Linked DNA regions of Mus musculus: all the other regions are linked to region 4. The links are chromatin contacts, called in public HiChIP or PLAC-seq and promoter capture Hi-C maps. All regions are on one chromosome and are shown on one strand. Each heading gives the region's core, a stretch centred on a gene start, on an enhancer-like site or on the middle of the called end of the contact. The rest is flanking DNA. Distances are from core to core; before and after follow the strand shown. Region 1 holds the start of Otop3 (otopetrin 3). Region 2 holds the start of Mrpl58 (mitochondrial ribosomal protein L58). Region 3 holds the start of Hid1 (HID1 domain containing). Region 4 holds the start of Nup85 (nucleoporin 85).

Region 1 (2,700 bases), core at 145-2,644, 230 kb after region 4:
TCCCCACCCCCTACTGATCAAGAGCCCAGATGGCATTTAGCATCTCTGTGATCTTGGCTAAGCTACTTAGTTTTTGTAGTCTGGATCCTTTGTAGTCCTTTCAGTGAAGTGGATGAGCAACTATGGAACACTAATGCCTGGTTCTCTCTGTTTCACCCCCTCACACTCCATCTAGTTCCCATCCCGACATCCCCTCCCCCGACCTCCCCCTTCACCCCAACTCTGTGAATGTTAGACCAGTGCAGTACCGCTGAGCTGTATCTCCAGCCCGACAAGTTATTGAATGAATAAATAAAAGAATGGATACATGATACCTACCCTCAAGAGTTTTGTCAGACTTTAGCGATTTGATGCATGAACATACACGAAGAGCCATGCCCGATAGAAGTGCATGAACCTTCCTATAGATCAAGATCCTAGAGGGACTAAAGGGTTGGAGTTTTCGCTCAGACTGCAGGCCTTGGGAACTGGAAGTGTGGAGACAGTGGAGAACCGAGTTCCAGGTCCTCTCCCTTCAAAGGGCACTCTGGTGGTTTCCCCTGTTCCTTGGTTCAGTGCTCTACCAGCGGTTATCAAGGGGGCCAATGCTAGGTGTTAGGGTGAGCATCAAGGGGTCCAGAAAAAAAGAGCTAGAACGAACGCACTTGGAACCAACTAGAACTCTGCCACCCTTGGCACGCCTCTTGGCACGATGCCAGTTCAAGAGAAGTCCTAGACACCAAACTGGTTTATGGGCTGCGTTCAGAGGCAGCCAACGAAAGGAGATGAGAAAGGAGATGAACCGTCGGGGCCATGGGACCGGTGCTCCGAGGGAGGCTGCAAAGCACTGGCAGGGAAACTTCGGGATTTTGTTCAGAGCAACAGGTTGGGGGAGGCCTAGGCAGCTTGAGTATTCTTTTAGCCAACTATATATCCAGGTTTCTGACTTCGTTCAGGCCTGGGCACCCTCTTTGAGCTGTGAGGACCCTTGAACCCAGGGGTGAGGTAGGGAGAAGGATGTAGGCGCAGAGCCAGAGTTGGGGTGACACAGAGGGAAGAGCTTAGGGTCGTCCCACTCACTCTGCCCTGTCCAATCCTTGGAGCGCCTGACTCATGAACCCCCACTTTGGAGCAGTGAGTGTGAGGATGGGCTTCCAGGAAAGGTTCAGTCAGCTGTCCTCGGGCGCTCGGGGTGGGGGGGGAGGGGGTGGTGGAGATCCCAGCTCAAGCTAAGGAATCCTACCTGAAGTCTGCGAAGCCATGGTCGCGGGCTCCCCACCTCTTGGGTTGCAGCGCGGATCCTCCGTCTTGGTAAGGTCCCAGGTGCCTTGAGACAGATGCCTCGACGCCCTTTCCTCCCTCCGACCCCCCCGCGAGACTGCGCAGTCGCCGCTCGGGCTCCAAGGCCCATCGATTTTTCTGTTGACATTGGGAATCTCATTAATCCCTCGTTAATTACTCCGTGGGGGCTCGGGCACAAGTCGTGAAGCCAATGACGAGGCAGAGAGGCGGGAGGGCGTGGCAGGAGGCGTGGCGGACGCCGGCTGCAGGGTCTGGGTGGGGGCAGCCCCCCAAGTGGAATGGGGTGCCTAGTCGTCAGGTCCGAACAGAGAGCGAGCTGGCTTCAGTCCATACTTGCCTGTGGCGGCTGAGCTGTGAATGGGAACCTCTCTTCTCCGGGTCCAGGTCACATATTTTCTACACCCTGTCTAGCTGATTGAGCACCAAAGCGGCTTCTCAGAATCATCTCCTGGTCTTACATTGAAACTGAAGTTGGAGTGGGAGACACCCAAGGTGGGAGATGGTGTTTAAGGATTTGGGGGGCAGGGGCAGAACGGGAGGAGGTAGTCCTCAGGACCTTCTCTGGTCGTCTGCTTCTTGGCTCCCCTTTTTCTCTCCCTTATATCCCCATCAGTCTTTACAGCCTTAAAGATCATGGACTTCTTGCCGATGTCTCCTGTTCTCACCCCCAAATGTCATCACTCCCACCTGGCTCTCCCTCCCTTCTGGTTCCGTCCAATCTCCCGGGCCTGTGAGATGTGTAAAGGCACCCAACAAGCCTGATGACCTGGGTTCCATCCCTGGGACCCATAAGGTGAAGGGAGAGAATTGATGCTGCAGGTTGTCCTTTGACTTCCACTGATACACTACGCACACGCACGCACCACATTAAAATATAATTTAAAAATTTTAAATAAACAAAACAAGCTTAGCAATGCACCCTAGCAATCCCGGTACTTGGGTGGGGCATGGCCATCTGGAGTTAAAGGTCATCCTTGGCTACACAGGGAGTCAGAAGCCAGCTGCCCTCCATGAGACCCTGTCTCAAAAACAAAAAAACAAAAAACCACCTCGATGTAACACAAAACCAACTCTGACCCCTCTAGCTTTTGGTGTTACTCCCACCTCCCTCCGTCTCAGTACACAGCTGTGGCCGTGCAGAAGTCTTGTGGCTTTGGAGAGCATCCTCTAGGACCCCAAGCTGAGCCCAGGGAGGTAAGGACTCTCCCAGCTCCTGTTAAGCTGGGGGCACCTGCTTATTCCTACAGTATGTTCCTGTGATACTCATGACCCTCACATTCCTGAGAAGGAAAACTGCTGCTTAGGGTTAATGGGGTTAGGCTCAGTCGGGCAGGAGGATTACCTCCTGTGATTCTATAGCACAGGAGGGTAATAATGGCTGGCAACAATCCATTGTGTATTTCTCAATGGCAAGGAGAG
Region 2 (2,700 bases), core at 82-2,581, 160 kb after region 4:
ATAATCCAGGCTGGCTATGAGCCAATTGATTTTTCCTGCCTCTGCCTCAAGTGCTTGGGTTACAGATTCAGGCCACTGTGGCCCATTCTTCCAGGCTTTTCCCAGATCACTCTACCTAAAACTTCAATGCTTAGCTGGGTTTGTTGGTATATGCCTGTAATCTCAGTACTTGAGAGGCAGGAAGATCACTGCAAACTAGAGATCATCCAGGGCTTTTAAAGAGCTTTTCTCACAACATGTATCAGTACAGTGATACATGCCAGTAATCTTTACGCGTGGGAGATGAACGTGGAAGGATCAGGAGCTCATAGCCACCCACAGCTATGTAGCAAGTTCGAGTCTAGCCTAGGCTACATGAGATCCTTTGTCCAAACAAACAACAAACCTACAACTGTTATTATCTCTAGCTTCACCTTTGCCTTCTGAGTCTTACTATCTCTGAAGTATCATATTTAGTGTTACTTGGGTTTATTCATTTATTTTTGTCTGTCGCCCTCCAGTATACGAGCTTTACAGCCTTAGGATTTCTGTTTTACTACTCTCTGCCCCAAATTAGCACTGTGCTAACAGCATGCTCTCAAAAGATGTCTGCTGAATGAGGTGCGAGTGGATGAATGAAAATACTTGATGCTCTTTCAATCCTACAGGTGCAGCTCAATAGATGCTCTCTTTCCTGCTCAGGCCCCACGCAGTACCACTACATGACGCAGGCTAAACATGGACCCTTAGGGACCAAACCAGCTTTGTCTCAGGCTTCCTAACGTTACTAGGGTCAAAAGACTGGGTAACGTCCCAACTTGCGGATCTCAGGTTTTACTACTTTCAAGGTCCATAATGCACATCTTCCCATATAATGTGAGCCTGAAGGCCGGGAAGCAAACGTGGACAAACTAACGATCTAGAAAGACGCGTATGTGGCGGCTCTCTCCCAGGGTCTGCACTACCCGAGCCACGAGGGTTGCAATCACACTCTACAGTCCCAGCACATCCCGCACCTCCGGCCGGGTTACTAGGGCGATCAGTTCCTCCTGGGGCAACCAAAACCTTGCAAGCCGCCCGGCTTCCTCGCGTCACCTAGCAGCGGGAGGAACCGCCCTTTCCGTCCCGCCTTTCTCGGCTCACCGGGACCTTCCAGGCGGTATCCGCGCCCTTGGACTCGGGGTACAGCTTGTCCAGGCTGTAGATGCTCTGGAACGTGGTGCCGTCTACCTGTCTGTGCAGAGCCCGGCGAGCACAGCGCGCGGGCGGCGCGAGCAACAACGTTCCAGTTCGGCTCAGGCCCCAGCGTAGGCCCCAGGCGGTCGCCATGTTCACCTCCCAGGACCGCTTCCGGTGCTCACTCTTCCGGCGGTCCGCCAGCCTTGGCTGAGCTGGCTCTTAAGTTCCGCCGGGTTTCTCGGGCTCCGGGCTGTCCACCTTGGCGGTGATGGTGGGAAGTGGTGCGCACCCAGCTGACATCTGGTAGAGGTTGACCGGCAGATAGAGACCACCTACGGGAGATTTTTCTTAAAAAGATTCCTGTATGGGTCTGACTGAGCGGTGCTCACCTGCAGTCCCAGCACTGCTCTCAAGGCTAAGGCAGATGAGAGCCTAACCTAGTCACATAGCCCCTGTCATAAAAATAATACATACATGGCCAGGCGTGGTGGCACTTAATCCCAGCACTTGGGAGGCAGAGGCAGGTGGATCTCTGAGTTCGAGGCCAGCCTGGTTTACAGAGTGCGTTCCAGGACAGCAAGGGCTATGCAGAAAAAAAACCCTGTCTTGAAAAACCATAAAAAAAAAATAATAATAGTACATACATACACACATACATACATACATGGCCAGGCCTTAATCCTTGCACTTGGGAGGCAGAGATAGGTGGACCTAGGCTAGCCTGGTCTACAAAGTGAGTCCAGGACAGCCGAGGCTTCTATACAGAGAAACTCTGTCTTGGAAAAATCATTTTAAATGTGTGTGTATGTAAACAAATATATAAATGCATAAATACATAAACAAACACTGGATCTAGCATCCTAGAAACACCCTTTTCTCTTTTTTGAGTCTGTTCTCCTTCCCTGGACCCTTGAGCAACCTAACTAGATACAGCAAGGACGACCTTACCTGCTAAGCTCGGACTTTCCCTGCCCTTTCCTATCCCTTGTTCAGTGTGAGCCACATTCCTAACTTGCTTTAGATAGATGAGTGGATAGACAGTCAACCAATCTTTGTGTGTTCGATTTTGAGCTTAAGGGTTGGTTTTGTGGTATTTATTTAGGCAGGTTTCAATTATGTAGCCCTAGCTGGCCTGGAGCTCACTATATACAGCAGGTTGCCTGCCTCTCAGTCCAGAGCATTGGTATTAAAAGCTTACCCAACCAGGTCTGTCTTTTGCTTGTGTTTTGAGACAGGGTTTCAACCTATTTAGCTCAGACTAGTCTTGAACTCCTGACCCTCCTGCCTTCACCTCACAGGTGTTCAGATTTGTACCACTACTCCAAGGCCCAGTCTTATGTTCTAACATATTGCCTGTCTCCAAGTTAGAATGTAAGGTCTCTGCTGTATCCCAAACATGCAGAGTGTGTCACATCACAGACATACCACGACTGTGGGTCAAGTGAATTTCATGGTAGTTCACGTTTTTGTTGTTCTTTGGTTTGGTTTTTCTTTTTCTTCTTTTTTTTTTTCCTCATGACAGTATTTCTGTGTAACCTTGAC
Region 3 (2,700 bases), core at 24-2,523, 200 kb after region 4:
TAGAACTATCCAGGATTCTCAGAAACTTCTAGACACAGTAACATGATTGTGTGAGGGGTGGGACACATACATCATACATGGCCCTGGCTGTCCTGCTGTCCTGGCTTGCTATGAGATATATATATATTAGATAAATACCAGATTATTTTGGATTTTGCCAATGCTGGTCTCAAACTCACTATTCACCAAGGATGACAGTCCCTCTTGCCTTCACCTCCTGAGTTCTGAGATCTCATATGTGGATCAACTATTTTTATTGGGTTGTCAGCTATTACTCTTAATTTAATAATTAGAGTGCTTGCCTAACATCCAAGAACCTCTTGGTTCAATCTACAGCACCCCATAATACCAAGGGTGATCATGGAACCTGTGACCTTGGTACTTGGGAGATGGATTAAAAAATTCATCACCAGTAACAGTGAGTTCGAGGCAAGCCTACGATAAACTCCTCACAAAACAAACACAGTGTACTAGGCTATACCATGGGTAAACTCCTTTCTTCTGAAACCAGGATCTGTGATGTTTATGTCATGTCCTCTACACTTCAAAGAGTTCTCAGGGAAGCCAGGGAGCTAGATAAGCGTCAAGACCCAAGGGATTTTTCACTGCTGAGCTGCCTTCCTGGAACAGGGACACTGAGTCAGCCCATCCTTCCACACAAGCAAGAGCTAAACCTTTTAAGGGTTAGAATAACTTCAAGGCTAGACACGTGGATTTGATAGGTCAGAAAGAGAAGCAAACAGAAAGAAAGGAAGGGAGGAAGAAAGAAAGGAGAGGAGAGGAGGGGAGGGGAGGGGAGGAGAGGAGAGGAGAGGAGAGGAGAAAAAGAAAAGAAAAGAAAGGAAAGGAAAGGAAAAGAAAAGAAAAGGAAAGGAAAGGAAAGGAAAGGAAAGGAAAGAAAAGAAAAGAAAAGAAAAGAAAAGAAAAGAAAAGAAAAGAAAAGAAAAGAAAAGAAAAGAAAAGAAAAGAAAAGAAAAGAGAAAAAGCAAGCAAGCTCAGATAGCAACAATAGTAGGAAAGCATGAACATCAGGTAGAGAGGATTGGAGGAGAAACTGCGGGTCTGAGCAGGAATGAAGAATGAAGGTGGAGGCAGGAGATGAGATACCAGGAGGGTTTCAGTCTTGCGGACTGAGGATCGAGGACAACACTCAGTTGCAGACGAAAGGACCAGGAGTTGGGTTCCACGGAGAACTCCGGACTTCTTCTTGGAGGCCTGAGCGGCAGGTGCAGAGGCGGGGCCTCGTGGGGGCGGATCTAAAGGCGGAGCCACAGGGGCGGGGCCGACGCCTGCGGCAGGCGGGGTTCGCAGCTTCGCTCCCCAGAGAGCAGCCGGGGCTGCGGAGCTGGAGCTGGAGTCACAGCCGGAGCCCGCGGCAGAGTCGGAATCCGGGGTCGGGCTGGAGCGGGGTCCATCGACATGGGATCCGCAGACTCCAAGCTGAACTTCCGGAAGGCGGTGATCCAGCTGACCACCAAGACGCAGGTGCGCCTGGGGGCCCAGCCTCTTCATCCACCTGCCGGCCCTGGGGGCAGGGCAGGGCCGGGGGGGCTGGGTGAACACGGTTCACCCGAGGGTGGGGTGACCGGCTAATCCAGAGGGGGATGCTGAAACAAGCACCGGAACGGGACTTTTCCTTTGTAACTAGGGCTCCATCCCTGCCTCTGGGAGCCCACCCTATGCCTACTCTCCCCTGGGAACACTCTCCCGGGCACTGCTGCTGCTGCCACCTTAGGCTGACGTGTGCCTACTCCTGGAGCCGGCGGCGACAACGTTATCCGCCCCCTGTCCCGCCCCCCCGGTGCCCGCAGCCTCGCTTAGCCAGCCTCTTCCCGCTCCCACCTACCCATCCATCGCCCCGCTGGTCTCCCTGCCCCTCAGTGCCCATGGTCCCGGACATACAGCCCCGGCTGACTCAATGCAAACAAAGCCGGGCCGGCGCCTGCCTGGGTTGGGGAAAACAGCTGGTGCGCGATGGCAGCGGTGGCAGCGGTGGCCTCTCTGGGCCCTGGCTGATGCCTGAGGGTAGGGAAGGCCCAGGTCTTCCTGGGAGCTCATAGAGTGGCAGGCAGCGGCAGCTGGGTAAGAGGAGCTGTCCTCAGGCCTAGGGAAGCCAGCTTTCCAGCTAGTGATGATCCAGGGGCTTCTCCAGGCCCGGTGGAGCTGATTGGCTGTGCTTTTTGGCACCCGGAATAGGGATTGGGGTTTCGGGGATGAGGAGATTATCATTGGTCTGTTGGAGAGGGAGCCATGGGTAACTCCAGTCCACACTCCCCCCCCCCATCCCCCGTGTCTACAAGTGTCACAGAAGCTGCCTCCTACCTTCAGCACACACCTCTTGACCCAGCAAGGTTCCTTCCCTGTCGTCCCTTCAATCTTTATTTCTGGAAACCAGGCTACTCTGGTTATGGAGATACCAGCAGCCTCTCCAAGGCCCTGCCTGTCAAAGGGCTCTGGACCTACTGCCATCTGGAACCCCACCCCCATCCGACTGTTCTCAGAGCTCTATATTGTTCTTGGCCAGTGTGAGTGGGATCAGGAGAGCTGCCTACCCACAACCAGCCAGTCACAGCCTCAGAGAGCCGACCACTACTCCCACACCCTGTTACCCACCTTGGGAAGGTCAGAGGCCGAGGAAAGGAATGCCAGGGCCTCTAGAGAGCCTGTTTCTATCTGAGGGGCACTTGGCGGAAACCAGAA
Region 4 (2,700 bases), core at 54-2,553:
ACCAGGACAGCCAGGCTACACGGAGAAACCATCTCAAAAAACCAAAACCAAACAAGAAGTACACAGGCAGCTCTTCCAGAAGACCTAAGTTCAACTCCCAACACCCCATATGGCAACTCACATAAATATAGAGTTCTAGTTCCTAGAATCCAATGATCTCATTTGGCCTCTGCGGCACCAAGCACGGAGTGGTGCACAGTTATGCACGTAGACAAAATGCCCATACACAGACTATAAAATTTAAAAATTACTTAATGTCAAGTGTTGAACCACACACCTCAAGTCCCAGCACTCTGGAAGTCGAGGGAAGAAGATGTAGAATTCAAACCTACACAAAGATTGCACAAAGACAAGCCCACTAGGACTACATAGGGGCAACTTGTCTCAAAATAGCAAAAAAACAAAGTTTCAAAAATAAAAATATTGCCAAATAACTCCAGTTTCCTGCCTCAGAGAGTCAACCAATGTGCCAAGACAGATGTGAAAAAGAACTGCCTACCTGTTTGGTTGAAGGAAGTTTCACACAGAAGCATCTCGCCGGGGCCCCAGTCAAAACACATTTGCTTCTTCTTGGAATTCACACCTGGAATCCACTAGTAAGACATAAGGAGGCACAGGAGCTGTTAGCCCTACAACTGTCCATTCAACTTCCAAGTGTAACTGCGAACACCATACACCAGGCGAACAGCCTAGGTCGTATCCAATGATGCTGTGCACATATTCAGACATATACACACTTAAAAAAACATTTTCTAGGTGCAAGAGGAATAGAATACAACGCGACAGAAACTAGTCTATTGTCTCCCGTGAGAACAAATTATGCATTTATTAAGCCTCGGACTAGGACAGCAGGACAGGGAAAGGCCAACTCATCCCTTGGAGTGACCATGTGGGGCTTACACCAATCTCATTCTAACGCCCAAGGGGGGAAAACTAGAGAAGCAGAAAGGTTATAAAAACAAGGGTGATGCAGTGGGGTTTCCGCGAGCCGGCCAGTATTCACAGGACCTAGGGACCACTATTGCCATAACCTAGTTCCCAGTTAACCTGACATTCGGGATGGTGGCAACTGTGTCCAGGGAAGAAGCGTGCGTCCCGCATGTAGGGAGGCAGCCTGAAATGACCAAAGAAACGTAACCCTCACAGTGCAACAAGCCAAGCCACTCCACTCCGATCGCCCTTACAGTTACTGCGGGCTCGCAGTCGAGCTCCTCCATAGCGCCGTGCCCCCCGCGGCTGGGACCCTGCCGCGCGGCCGCTTCTCTGCGCTCAGGCCTCCCGCTCACAGACAGCTGCCAAAGAGGACCCCCTCCAGGGCGGCTTGCGCAGCGCCTGCAGACCTTAGCGCAACAGATCCCTTCGTCTTAGCCAAACACAGCCCCTTGAAGCCTTTCACACATGTTCCACTATTCTAACCTATACAACACATCATGAAAACGGCTCTAGGGCCCACGGGTCCTCAAGGAATGTTCCCAGTAGATCAGGCGGCGCCACAGACAGTCCCACACTAGGTGAGGGAAAGGTCCCCGGAGATGGCGGGAGAGGCGGTGGCTGGGAGGGTGTGCGCATGCGCAGAAGCGTGCTGGCGCATCTATTTCGATTGGAGAGCTACTCCGTCTCTGTAATCCTACTTTATCTCTTAGCGGTAGTTGTGATCCCTCCCTCCTGGTCTGTTATTAGAATATTCTCAGTCCCTTTTCCGAACTCCGACCAGTATAATGCGCTTATTTTGGAATTAGTCTCGGACACATGACATCCGTAAACAACGGGACTTCAATCTTTTATGTACTGGCAACTTTTCTTTCTTTAGGATTATTCTGAACTATTTCTACCTTAAATTGGTGGTCATACATGACTTGGAAGTAGGGCATAGTAACATAAGCCGGAAGATGCAGCACTTGGGAAGTAGAGACTGAAAAATCGGGAGTTCAGAACCAGCCTTAGCTACATGGCAAGGTTGAGCTCGCATCGGGGCTAACTGAGACCCAGACTCAAAAACCAAACTCCCACAAACTTTAAGGAAATAAAGGAAAACCTTTCTGTCAAATTTTTATCCAAATCCTAATCATCAGTGATTTAGGGAGCTAGAGTGTTGGCTCAGTGGTTAAGAGCATACGCTGTTCTTCCCGGGGAACCTGGATCAATTCAAAGCACTCACATACATGTGGAACAGTCCCAGGCAATCTGATGCCCTCTTCTGGCCTCTGTGGAACCAGGCACACACATGTAGTACACAGACATACACAAAACACCAGTATATATACAATAAAATAAATTTTATAATTAACTTTTTAAAAAAGATTGCATGTATGTGAGTAAACTGTCACTGTCTTCAGACACACCAGAAGAGGTCATCAAATCCCATTACAGATGGTTGGGAGCCACCATGTGGTTGCTGGGAATTGAACTCAGGACCTCTGGAAGAGCAGTCAGTGCTCTTAACTGCTGAGCCATCTCACCAGCCCTTAGTCTGTCTGTCTTTATTTTTTTGTTTGTTTGTTGGTTGGGTTTTTTTTTTTCTGTTTTGTGTGTGTGTGTGTGTGTGTGTGTGTGTGTGTGTGTTTGTTTTTCGATACAGGGTTTCTCTGTATAGCCCTATGCCTCCCTAGTGCTGGGTTTAAAGGCGTGTGCCACCACACCCGGCAAGCCCTTAGTTTTTCAAGACAGGGTTTCTCTTTGTAGCTTTGGCTGTCTTTGAAC

Evidence for each region. HiChIP or PLAC-seq counts read pairs in DNA pulled down with a chosen protein or histone mark. Capture Hi-C pulls out chosen DNA fragments and counts their contacts.
Region 1: a contact with region 4 is called in a FOXA1 HiChIP or PLAC-seq map of pancreatic cancer cells. The contact joins the promoter of Otop3 here to the promoter of Nup85 in region 4. A contact is called at or near these places in 4 of 39 promoter capture datasets (the 3T3-L1 cell line, hippocampal neurons, liver and 1 more), 1 of 484 Hi-C or Micro-C datasets (nephron progenitors), 1 of 115 datasets of contacts at active chromatin or transcription factors (pancreatic cancer cells) and 3 of 9 other capture datasets (adipose tissue, liver and pancreatic islet).
Region 2: a contact with region 4 is called in a promoter capture Hi-C map of adipose tissue. The contact joins the promoter of Mrpl58 here to the promoter of Nup85 in region 4. A contact is called at or near these places in 15 of 39 promoter capture datasets (the 3T3-L1 cell line, the C10 cell line, the HPC-7 cell line and 10 more), 5 of 484 Hi-C or Micro-C datasets (embryonic stem cells, erythroblasts, regulatory T cells and 2 more), 10 of 115 datasets of contacts at active chromatin or transcription factors (the 230-238 cell line, the SCID.adh cell line, effector CD8 T cells and 6 more) and 3 of 9 other capture datasets (adipose tissue, liver and pancreatic islet).
Region 3: a contact with region 4 is called in a promoter capture Hi-C map of liver. The contact joins the promoter of Hid1 here to the promoter of Nup85 in region 4. A contact is called at or near these places in 12 of 39 promoter capture datasets (the 3T3-L1 cell line, 3T3-L1-derived adipocytes, the C10 cell line and 7 more), 2 of 15 datasets of contacts at CTCF or cohesin (large pre-B cells and pro-B cells), 14 of 484 Hi-C or Micro-C datasets (the 63-12 cell line, B cells, CD8 T cells and 7 more), 11 of 115 datasets of contacts at active chromatin or transcription factors (the 230-238 cell line, the SCID.adh cell line, T-cell acute lymphoblastic leukemia and 5 more) and 3 of 9 other capture datasets (adipose tissue, liver and pancreatic islet).

What each region holds. Positions count from the first base shown.
Region 1 is chr11:115,333,425-115,336,124 of GRCm38.p6, reverse strand. Otop3 (otopetrin 3) reads right to left here and starts at 1,394. Exons shown (of 7, transcript NM_001347647.1): 1 at 1,223-1,394. The coding sequence starts at 1,241. It also overlaps a transcript of Ush1g not described here.
Region 2 is chr11:115,402,383-115,405,082 of GRCm38.p6, reverse strand. Mrpl58 (mitochondrial ribosomal protein L58) reads right to left here and starts at 1,331. Exons shown (of 6, transcript NM_001347645.1): 1 at 1,123-1,331. The coding sequence starts at 1,308.
Region 3 is chr11:115,366,329-115,369,028 of GRCm38.p6, reverse strand. Hid1 (HID1 domain containing) reads left to right here and starts at 1,273. Exons shown (of 19, transcript NM_001346774.1): 1 at 1,273-1,485. The coding sequence starts at 1,420.
Region 4 is chr11:115,563,047-115,565,746 of GRCm38.p6, reverse strand. It overlaps Nup85 (nucleoporin 85), which reads right to left and starts at 1,303. Exons shown (of 19, transcript NM_001002929.4): 1 at 1,185-1,303; 2 at 500-593. The coding sequence starts at 1,217.